Regions from separate parts of the Mus musculus genome. Here region 2 is linked to region 1. A link is a contact called in public Hi-C data. All regions are on one chromosome and are shown on one strand. Each heading gives the region's core, a stretch centred on a gene start, on an enhancer-like site or on the middle of the called end of the contact. The rest is flanking DNA. Distances are from core to core; before and after follow the strand shown. Region 1 has its middle 5.5 kb from the start of 1700023C21Rik. Region 2 overlaps Abca9 (ATP-binding cassette, sub-family A (ABC1), member 9).

What was found. A called contact is a pair of places that touch in the nucleus more often than the background predicts.
Region 2: a contact with region 1 is called in a Hi-C map of liver, with 4 times the contacts expected there. The contact joins two enhancer-like sites. A contact is called at or near these places in 1 of 15 datasets of contacts at CTCF or cohesin (the NIH/3T3 cell line), 1 of 484 Hi-C or Micro-C datasets (liver) and 1 of 9 other capture datasets (embryonic stem cells).

The regions. Positions count from the first base shown.
Region 1 is chr11:109,848,747-109,854,048 of GRCm38.p6, forward strand. No RefSeq gene overlaps it. Among named protein-coding and RNA genes, the nearest start is that of 1700023C21Rik, 5.5 kb to the left of the region's middle. Within about 2 kb of position 3,500, at least 17 of the 459 cell types and tissues checked have an H3K27ac peak or open chromatin away from gene starts, as enhancers often do. A contact at or near this core is called in liver, where this site is marked.
Region 2 is chr11:110,142,840-110,147,455 of GRCm38.p6, forward strand. It overlaps Abca9 (ATP-binding cassette, sub-family A (ABC1), member 9), which reads right to left. Exons shown (of 39, transcript NM_147220.2): 11 at 4,376-4,434; 12 at 4,069-4,179; 13 at 2,652-2,827; 14 at 2,240-2,359; 15 at 1,904-2,042; 16 at 1,360-1,450. Among named protein-coding and RNA genes, the nearest start is that of Abca9, 23 kb to the right of the region's middle. Within about 2 kb of position 3,117, at least 4 of the 459 cell types and tissues checked have an H3K27ac peak or open chromatin away from gene starts, as enhancers often do. A contact at or near this core is called in liver, where this site is marked.

The DNA of each region.
Region 1 (5,302 bases), core at 2,250-4,749:
CGTGGCTGGACCTTGCTGTGGGTGGAAGAGCATTAGACAGAAACTACACATTATTATATAGAGATGGAGACTTGACAGGGCCTTAAAGGGAGAGAGAAGTTTCACTTTAAAGGCTGGAGAAGGACTTTTGTTAAGAGAAACACAGCAAGGTGATGCATGCCTTTAATCCCAGCACTCGGGAGGCAGATGCAGGTGGCTGTCTGTGTTTGAGGCCAGCCTGGTCTACAAAGCAAGTACTGGCACAGCCAGGGATGTATATAGAAACATGGTCTAGAAAAACCAGTGTGGGCGTGTGTCTGTGTGTTTGAGTGCCACCGTGTCCCAGTAGTACAAGGACAATGTTCTTGGACACTGCCTTGTATTCCTGTTGTCTGAGCACGAAGGAAGAAGATTGCTTGCCTCTGGCAGTCAGGAGTCTGGAACAAGAATGGAGTTTTATCTTATCTCTACCTATATCGTTTACTAAATACTTACGGAATATTTACTGTGAATTAAGTGCAGGGGATATAAAGATAAATAAAACATGATCTCTCCCTGCAGGGAACACTCTGGCCAGGCATGTAACTTGGTAGTTAAAGCATTCTGTGATTTGGGTTTATGAAAGAAACGTGGAAGCCAGGTGGTGGTGGTGCACGCCTTTAATCCCAGCACTCGGGAGGTAGAGGCAGGCAGATTTCTGAGTTTGAGGCCAGCGTGGTCTACAGAGTGAGTTCCAGGACAGCCAGGGCTACACAGAGAAACCCGTCTCAAAACAAAACAAAACAAAACATAACAAAACAAAACAAAACAAAACAAAACAAAACAAAACGAGAAAGAAACGTGGAGACAGACAGCCCCAGGTCTTCTACAACAGGGAAAGGGTTACATTGTTTCTCTTATCCTTTTTCCCAGGCTTGTAGAGATGCTTAGAGAAGATGAGCAGCAGGAAAGGCCAAATGTATTCAGGAAACTCAAAGCCAGAGAAAAAGAGCAGGCAGAGAAAGGAGAGGATGATGTACACCTGGGGTGGAAGCGCCTGCGAGTGGGCAGGACACCGAAGCCTCAACGCTGAACAGCACTGTTTAAAGCCCATACTACAAAACCTGGATTTTATCAGTTAAAGAGGTTTTAAGCACGATCATGATGGAATCAATTCGATATAACGGAAAATCTTGGATCAGAATATATTGTGTGAGAAAGAAATTATTTTTAGTTAAAAAAAAAAACCTTGGAGAAACTACATGGCTCAGAAGATGGAGGTCTTGAACCAAGATGGCAGAGGTGAAAGGCGAGACTGGACGGAGGAGATATGGAGAATGGCTCAATGAAAGGAACATCTGTGTCGACAAATATTTATCAAAGGCCTGGAAGTGTTGTTATTGTGGTTCCTGGAAAATATTCTAATGGCATGATTGTGGGGGAGCAACAGAAAGCAAAGAAAAAAATGAACATATTTCAGATCGTGGCGGGGGCTTTGAGGGGTTGTGGTGTCGAGGTAGGTGACGGTTCAGATGCGGAAGCCGACACAAAGGTTCAGGGAAACTGCAGCCTGTAGCAGTAAGAGGACTGTATGATTCCGGATTAGAGGAATCATGGGGCTCTGGCCTCTGGGAACTCACTGTGGCTCCAGCTTAGCCAGGGAAGCCAGGCCACAGCCTAGGAGGTCTTGGCCACAGAACAGAGGTCTACTGAGCAGTCCCATTCTGCTTCTGTGTAGGGCCCTGTCCCTCTTCCATTCTTGCAGAACATTGTCCTGACCTCAAGGGACAGTAGGAACCACTAGAGAATCACTGAGAGCAGTATTTACTTTCAGGACTAGGGAATGACGTTAGTCCATTTGTTTGTGCTTTGGGAGTGGGAGGTAGCCTGGGGAGAGCGTGGGTAGCAGCCACCTAAACACACTGGCGGTCACACTCACGCATCTCTCCTCAATCCTGCATCCCAGGGGCAAGGAGATAAACGAAGAAACTGTTTTCTCTAATTCTTCAGGGATTCCTAAACTTGACTTTATCCAGATAAACCCTGTCTTCCCTCCCCTCCTCTTCCCTCCTGAAGTGGAAATTTCTGGTTTTGTTAACAAGTCAGTTGTGTCACATCATGTTTTTCCAGAAGCTGTCTTGTGAGAGGGTATGTGATGTCTTGCTGGAAACAGACACTTGAGAGGGTGTGTGATGGTTAGAAAGAATACAAATGGAACCCGCCATCAGCAGGAGGAAGCTCTTGCATTGATGTACCATCAACGTTTCACTTCTTTGCTGGTCTTGTTTCTTGCTTCTTAGCCTTTTCACTGGTCTTTGCTGGCCTTGCTGCTTTGCTTCTTCAGTGGTCTTCTCTGATCTTCCCTGGTCTTCATTGGTGTCGATTCTGGCTTCTTCACTTCTTCCCTGGTGTTCCCTAGTCTTTGCTGGTCTTCCCTGGTCTTCCTGTGTTTTTGCTGGTCTTTACTTCATAGAGAGAAATGCACCAAAGAACTTCTTGTGTTGTTATGGTTAATTCTGGCCACTTCCACTGACTCCTGCCAATTGGATTTGGCGGATCCTTGCTGTTTCTGCTGGATCATACCACTACTATTGATTCATGTTTGGTGTTTGCTATTGAACTGGACCGCTGGTATCCTGACAACAAAGAGTAGAATCGCCCCCAAGGAACTATTTTTAAACAGGTCCACAACTCCCTTTTCCTATTATCCTTCTTTTCCCCCTACTTCTGGTCTGTGGTAGGTTAGGCCATACCTACTAATAGTGCCACTCCCTGGACCAAGCATATACAACACCCCACCCCACCCCACAGTTGGTGTATTCATTTTTATTATTTTATTGGGTTCTTATACCTCTACTTCCCCAACCCCTTTTCTATCCCAATCCCTTCCAGTTCCCAAACACTAGGTAGGTGAGAACGAAGGTTAGAGCAGAAGGGGGGCATAGACCTCTGTAGGCTACGTCCTGCTGATTGTGGTCATTGTATTTCTTGGGACAAGTCCACTCTTCATTGTTAAAATATCCAGCAACCTAGCAATAGCAAACACAGTGAGGGCAGCACCTGGAGGGGCATCCGCGGGGGCAGCAGCCACTGCCGAAGACCCTCTCAGGCTCTCTCATTTATATTCTCTCTAGAGTCCCCAGAATTCAACTATCTGCAGCTGGCAAAAATCTTGCCATCACCCCCACCCCCAACACGAGATAATCCTACTTAATGGCTGTGGACAAACTGAAGCAGCCCCATAGTCCACACTTGGGATTAAAACAAAAACATAGTCATACAACTGGGGTTTTTAAAGAAACCCAAACTCTCATTACACACACTTGTGTGTGAGTGCATGTATATATATATATATGTGTGTGTGTGTGCATGTGCCTGCGGAGGTCAGAGGTCAGAGGTCAACCTCAGGTATCATTTGTTCCTGGGAGCTGCTCATCATGTCTGTTTTATTTTTTTTCTTGTTGATGTTTTTGAGACAAGGTCTCTCCCTGGCATGAGCTCTGCCGTAGGCCTGGCCAGCTGGCCCTGATCCAAAGAGGCCTGCCTGTCCCTGACCCAAAGAGGCCTGCCTGTCCCTGACTTCTCAGTGCTGAGATTTAAGCGCATGCCACCACACTGGGAATTTTTTTTACACAGGTTCTAAGGAGTGAGCCCAGGCCCTCATGCTCACCCTTTACCAACTGAGCGATCTCTCCACGTAGCTTTTCTGCTTCCGAACATTTCAGTATTCAGTTCAGAAGCAGGGCTGGGGTGTATGCTGAACAACACTGCCACATTCACAGAAGAAAACAGTCTCCTGTTAGTTTTTCCTTGGACAGAGCAGCCATGTAGCCAGCCTGCAAGATGGCCTCATGTGGCATCTCCCTTCCACTAGTCACCTTTGTGTCTGCTCTCTGTACCCTGACAGTTACACAGTTTTAGGCAGAATATATGGCTTGCAGCCATTGCCAAGTCTCAAGCAACCTATGGAGAGGCCCAAGTGGCAGGGACTAACACCTTCTTTCATCGTCCTGTGCATGAGCTCAGAAACAGATCTGGGCTTGATGACAGACTTCCTGTCTGACAGCTTGGACCTCACGAGTAGCCCTGAGTCAGAAGCACCTAGCTAAGATATTCCAAAATTCCTTGCCATTACAAACCGTGAGGTCACACACACACACACACACACACACACACACACACACACACACACTGTCTAACTAAATGTTCGAGTAATTTGATACACAGCAACAGATAACGCAGGCAGTTTCTCATGCTTCAGATATACATTTTGCCTTTTATAATACGATTTAACCCATTGGCAGTGTTCTGGGGAAAAGGAGGTGCTGTGCTGAACCATTCTAGTCATAGAACAAGATGGCTTGCCTTGGAGCAAGCAGGGCTGAGAGCACGGCCACTGCTGTCTCCAAACAGGGCCATTGTCCCCTCAGAGTGTTTGTCACACACAAGCCCTAGCTGCAGAATAGGGACACCAGGATACCGGTTCAGTTGTGCTGAGCTGTTTCTGATGCAGGACAACACTATCATTGTCTCAAGGCTAGGACATCACTAACTACCGAAAGCCCCAGACACAATTATCACAGGACACCAGGACATTGAGACACCTCCTGAATGAATCCCTAGAAGCTCCCCTCTCATAAAAGGAGCCCCTTGGGATGCTGTGTAGACTCGGCCCCTGAATTCTTCCCTGCTGTGCTGTGTCACTGCATCTAATAAACCATTTCCTCACTCCAATGTCTTTGGTGAATTCATTCCCAGCCCGGGTCCGTCAACCCTATCCGCAGCGTAACACAGCCGAAATGTCTTCATCGCGTCGCTCCAACTCAAAATTCCATGCTTCCTAATGCCTCTCAAGACAATTCATTTAAAAAAAGTTATTCGGAACATTCTTGCCTCTCTGTAACACCTCTTCCTCCTCCTTCGCTGTAATTTCACCTTTTAGTTGGTCTGTTAGGAGAGAGCAGCGGTGGAGGCTGGTGGGTAGCCGAAGCTACAGGGGCTTTGGGAGGGGTGCGTTGGCATTTAGACTAGGCTCCGCCCCATGGTTACCTGGCAACAGCCGGGTGTGACTGACTCACTATAAAAGGGGCTGCTTGGCCTCTTCCTCTCTCTCCTCTCTCTCTTGCCTTCTTGCTCTTGCTCTGTCCTCTTGTCCCTTACCCCCCCCCCTCTCCATTCCCCTCCCCCTCTCTCTCCAAGTGCTCATGACCAGCCTCTACCCTTCTCTCTCTCTCTCTCTCTCTCTCTCTCTCTCTCTCTCTCTCTCTCTCTCAGCTTCGGAATGCCTCAGCATGGGCCCACAGAGGCACTCTCTTCCCCCATACCTTACCTCACCTCCACCAAA
Region 2 (4,616 bases), core at 1,867-4,366, 290 kb after region 1:
CTTCTTTATGAAATTTGGAATTTTTTAGAAACTATTGTTAGCCATATCCACTGAAATGTACAAACGTACGGAGGTGACAGAGTGGTACAAATTATCACACTTCACTGGTTAGATAAACCTAAAGTTAGTTTGAAAACTGTTCTGTGCTTTAAATGTGCTGTGCCTAGTACTATCAAAGACACAAAGCAGAAGAAATTTTAGCCCCTTCCCTAAAATAGCTTATAGCATAATGATAATACAAAGCAAGAGGATATCCGAAAAAGTGAGAGAGTGGGAAACTGTGTCCATTCAATTAAGTACACTGTACCCTGTCAAGAACTCATTTCATTACCGTTAACTAAAAATAAAAAATAAAAAAGGTACTATTGCTGCTGATTTACAAACGAAGTTAATGAAGACCAAATTAATTGATTAAGCCCAATTTGAATTAGTGCATTTTAAATTCTAGCACACAGGATACTCATTTAGGATAAAATATTCAGAAATGGCCTCCAAGAACAGATAGGGGGGCTGAAGAGATGGCTCAGCAGTTAAGAGCAAATTGCTACTCTTACAGGAAATGTGGGTTGGGTTCTGAGCACCCTCATCTGGCCACTCACAACTACCTATAACTAGCTCTGTGTATCTGATGCCCCCTTGGGGCCTGTGTGAACACCATACACATATGTACACGCCCACACAGAGACATACACAGATACATGGGTAAGGTTTGTACACGGCTGAGTGTGATGAAGGCTGATGAAACAGATACATTCCATAAGACAGAAACAAGGCAACTACAAAGATCCACACATAGACTTGCCGAGAGAACAATGGTAGTACCTTTTAATTGGAGGGAAAGTATTTAACCCACATGTAACAGTGGACAGTGTGGCACTGTAGGTTTGATGAGCTTAAGAAATCAAAGAAAGTAATAGTGGTGTCTATTGAATCTCCAGGATGATGTCATTTTAAAAAAAAAAATTAAGATTTTACAGCCATCACGTGATTATCCTGAAATGAAAGAGACCCAAGAGGAAGGTGGCAAACATGAAGCCAGGGAGAACCAAGAGTATAGAAATCATCTAGATGAACAGAAATCCACTCTGAGATAAGATGAGAGAAAAGGTCAAAATACCAAGAAGTTACTCTCAGAAGCAATGCATTATGAAAAATATTCTCTTCACACCTACATGAAGACTGATTTTCAGTGTCTATGACACTATGTATCTTATGTTCTTGCTAAGCTCATGTGTAAGTTAGTTCTAACATGTCCATTGGAGCCAACTATATAGATGTAGGTCTATCTTGACCTGATACTGTTGGAACCTATCACCAGTGTGCCTGCCATGTGTCTGTCTCCAGCCCTGAGAGCTGTACCTTAGATGATAGCCAATGCCCCATTTCTTCTTCAGGAACAGAGAAGAGCCCGCACACTTCAGTCTCCCATTGGATATAAACACCTTCCTGTCTAGTTGAGAAGAACCAAAAGTTAAAATTGTATTAGTGGTTTCTTCAGTATTCATAAATGCAAAAATCAAAACCCAGGAACAAAGAATGCTGTAGAAGCATGACGCATACTAACTTTGAGACTTTCTCGGCCCTCTGATAACAGAAATGACGAGTTAGGTTCACTTATTATCTGCATATTTAGGAATGTTAAGCATATATACAGTGTCTTTCAAGCTTACTGACATCTATCCACATGGACTAAACCATGTTTGAGACGACATCACCTCTCTGTGATGGGATCAGACTGCTTCCATAGGACAAAGCATTGGGGACACAGAGATTGAAGCAGATAAGAGATATTCTCCTGTGTTGGTTGTGGCTGTCACTTGTGAGATGTGTCTAAGGGGCCTACTTGTAACCCATGTTAAGTCCTACTTTGTCACTATGAAACTCAAAAGAAAACTATAGTTACCGGCCAGGATATCAGCCTCATCCATGAACTGAGTACTGAAGACAATTACTCTGCCTGCTCTCCTCTCTTTCAGTAGGTTCCATATGCGATGCCTCGAGAGTGGATCCAACCCAGCAGTTGGTTCATCCAGGAGCAAAACCTGAACAGCAGAGAAAACGTTACAGGGCCATTTATTTCTCTGGCGTAAGATGATTCTAGAAAATACTGTAGTTGTAAGAGTATTGGTATTGGTATTCGTATGTAAAAGTTTTCTTAAATGTATCATTTGCAAATTTATCCAATATGTTAGTTTCTGAGTCTCTGATTGGATGTCACGAGTTATTTTTATCCACTTACCTGGGGGTCTCCTAAAATGGCGATCCCAAGAGTCAACTTCCTTTTTTGTCCGCCACTTAAATTCTGAGCAAGAATGTCTTGAATATTTTCCATTTCTAAGTCCTGTAGAACTTGTTGTACCTAACAAAATGAGGAAGAACATTTAGTGTAAAACCCAAGATATTTCTACTTTTAAATGAGACCAAATCTTTCTTTGTAGTCCAGGCTGGCTTGAACTTTAGCAAGACTCCTGCCTCGGCAGGCATGATCCACCATGACTTCCTTACCTTTAAAAAAGTTTTCTACCTTTATAAAGAGCTTCTGGGCCTAACTTTAGAAGATGGAAGTATCCAGACAACACAAGCACATTTAAAACTCTCTAGGCGGCCAATTTCACTTCCACTGTTACAAAACCGTGGACTTGTTCACATACCTCTTGTTCCACTTCATGTGGCAAAATTCCCTTTATCTTGGCAAAAAGCCTGAGGTTTTCTCGCACGGTGAGAAAGCCAAACTGTACGTTGGACTGTGGACAAACTCCAGTGATCGTGAGGACGGCGTCAGAGTCGTCCATCTCTGAAACTGTCTGGTTATAAATGGTGACGGAACCTGTACAGAGGAAGTACAGGATTACCATATGGATGGACAGATGGACAGACAGATGCGGTGTGAATTATGTAAGTTACAGGATTCACTCAAGCAGATTTGCAACACACAGCAGGTGAAGTGTTTGTTATGCAGCAGTTAGGGGAAAAGCCTTGTCTCTAATAAGGTGAAGGCAATATGAAGAGACTTAAAACTTGCATTATAGATGGGAAAGGAGTTCCCAATGCCCCACCTCAAGCTGAGAAGCTAATAGCTTCTAAGAGAGGCAGAATTACTTTGCTTGTGTGTGAAGATCATGGCTATTGGTATGTTGCCTCTGTCCCAGAGGATAAGTACACACACATGTGCGTAAGGGCAAGACTACTTGTATTTATGAGTTACTGTATTTTTTTTAAAGACATGGAGCATAAAGTTGGGAGGGAGAGAGAGAGATTGGGGTGGGACTGGGAGGTGCTGGTGGGCAGAAGTGTGGAATGGATGTGCCCCAGATACACTGTGCACATATACGAAACTTTCAAAAATAAAGAGTTTTTAAGATAAAGAATAATTTAAAACAAAAGGGTAGAGAAGAAATTGAGGAAGGCATCGCAACCTCAACATGTACTCACCCTGGCAGGCTCACCAACACCTACCCATATACTACAGAGAGAGAGACAGAGACGGAGTCAGAGACAGAGAGACACAGAGAGACAGAGACAGAGACAGAGAAAGACAGAGAGACAGAGACTGACAGAGACAAAGAGAGACAGAGAGAGACACAGAGACAGAGAGACAGAGACTGACAGAGACAAAGAGAGGCAGAGAGAGACAGAGAGAGACAGAGAGAGACAGAAACAAAGAGATATAGAGAGACAGGAGAGACAGAGAGGCAGAGACAGAGAGTGCAAAAGAATAGATTCAATGTTCAGAACAATGCCTTATCAAGCAGAAATGTTAATTAATAACTGGATAATTATAAAGCCACTTATATCAAGCACATTTTCACAAATGTATACAATTATGTAAAAATAGCTTAAACTTCTAAAGAAAGTTTTCAATTGCCATACAAAAACATAAAAATAGCACCTACTATTGGGGAAACATGTCATGGAATTCAACACAAAAGCTTTACACAAAACTCCAGGATGATTTTGGTTGTTTTGTTTTGTTTTGTTTTGTCTTAACAACATGATGCACCAAGTTTAAGGGAAAGCACAGACTATTCATTTGCCCTTGAGCTTGTCTTTGAATAAGTGTCCTCTTACCTGTAGTAGGGGGTGACAGTCCACTGAGTGTATTTATCAGGGTGGTTTTCCCAGCTCCACTGTGACCAAGGAGGGCAGTGATCTGGCCTTCATATATGTCAAACCCCAGACCTGACATGATTGCAGAGATATTACACTCAGTACTTGCATAACCATTTTATAGTCTCCACAGCTTACAGTTTCTCACTGCATATATGCGTGTGAGTACTAATCTTCAAAAACAAGAGCAACCTTAAAATGTGTCTACAATCGCTCATCTTCATTCTCTAACTCACACACCCACATTAAATGCAATCCTATTTCATACCTCTCAAGGCTTCTACTTTCCCATGCTTTCCAGAATATTCTTTTTTAAGATTTTTGATCCTGTAGAAAAGAAAAAAAAAGTTTGGAGGAAATTGCAGCAATTGGGGGAGGCCTGATGAAACTTAGAGGGTTTTGTTTTTGTTTTTTTGGTTTTCTTTTTGTTTTGCACAGGCACTGTCAGAAGCATCCCGGGCATCCCATGAGAGGCAGCATCTCTGCCCACTGTACCCCAACAGAACATA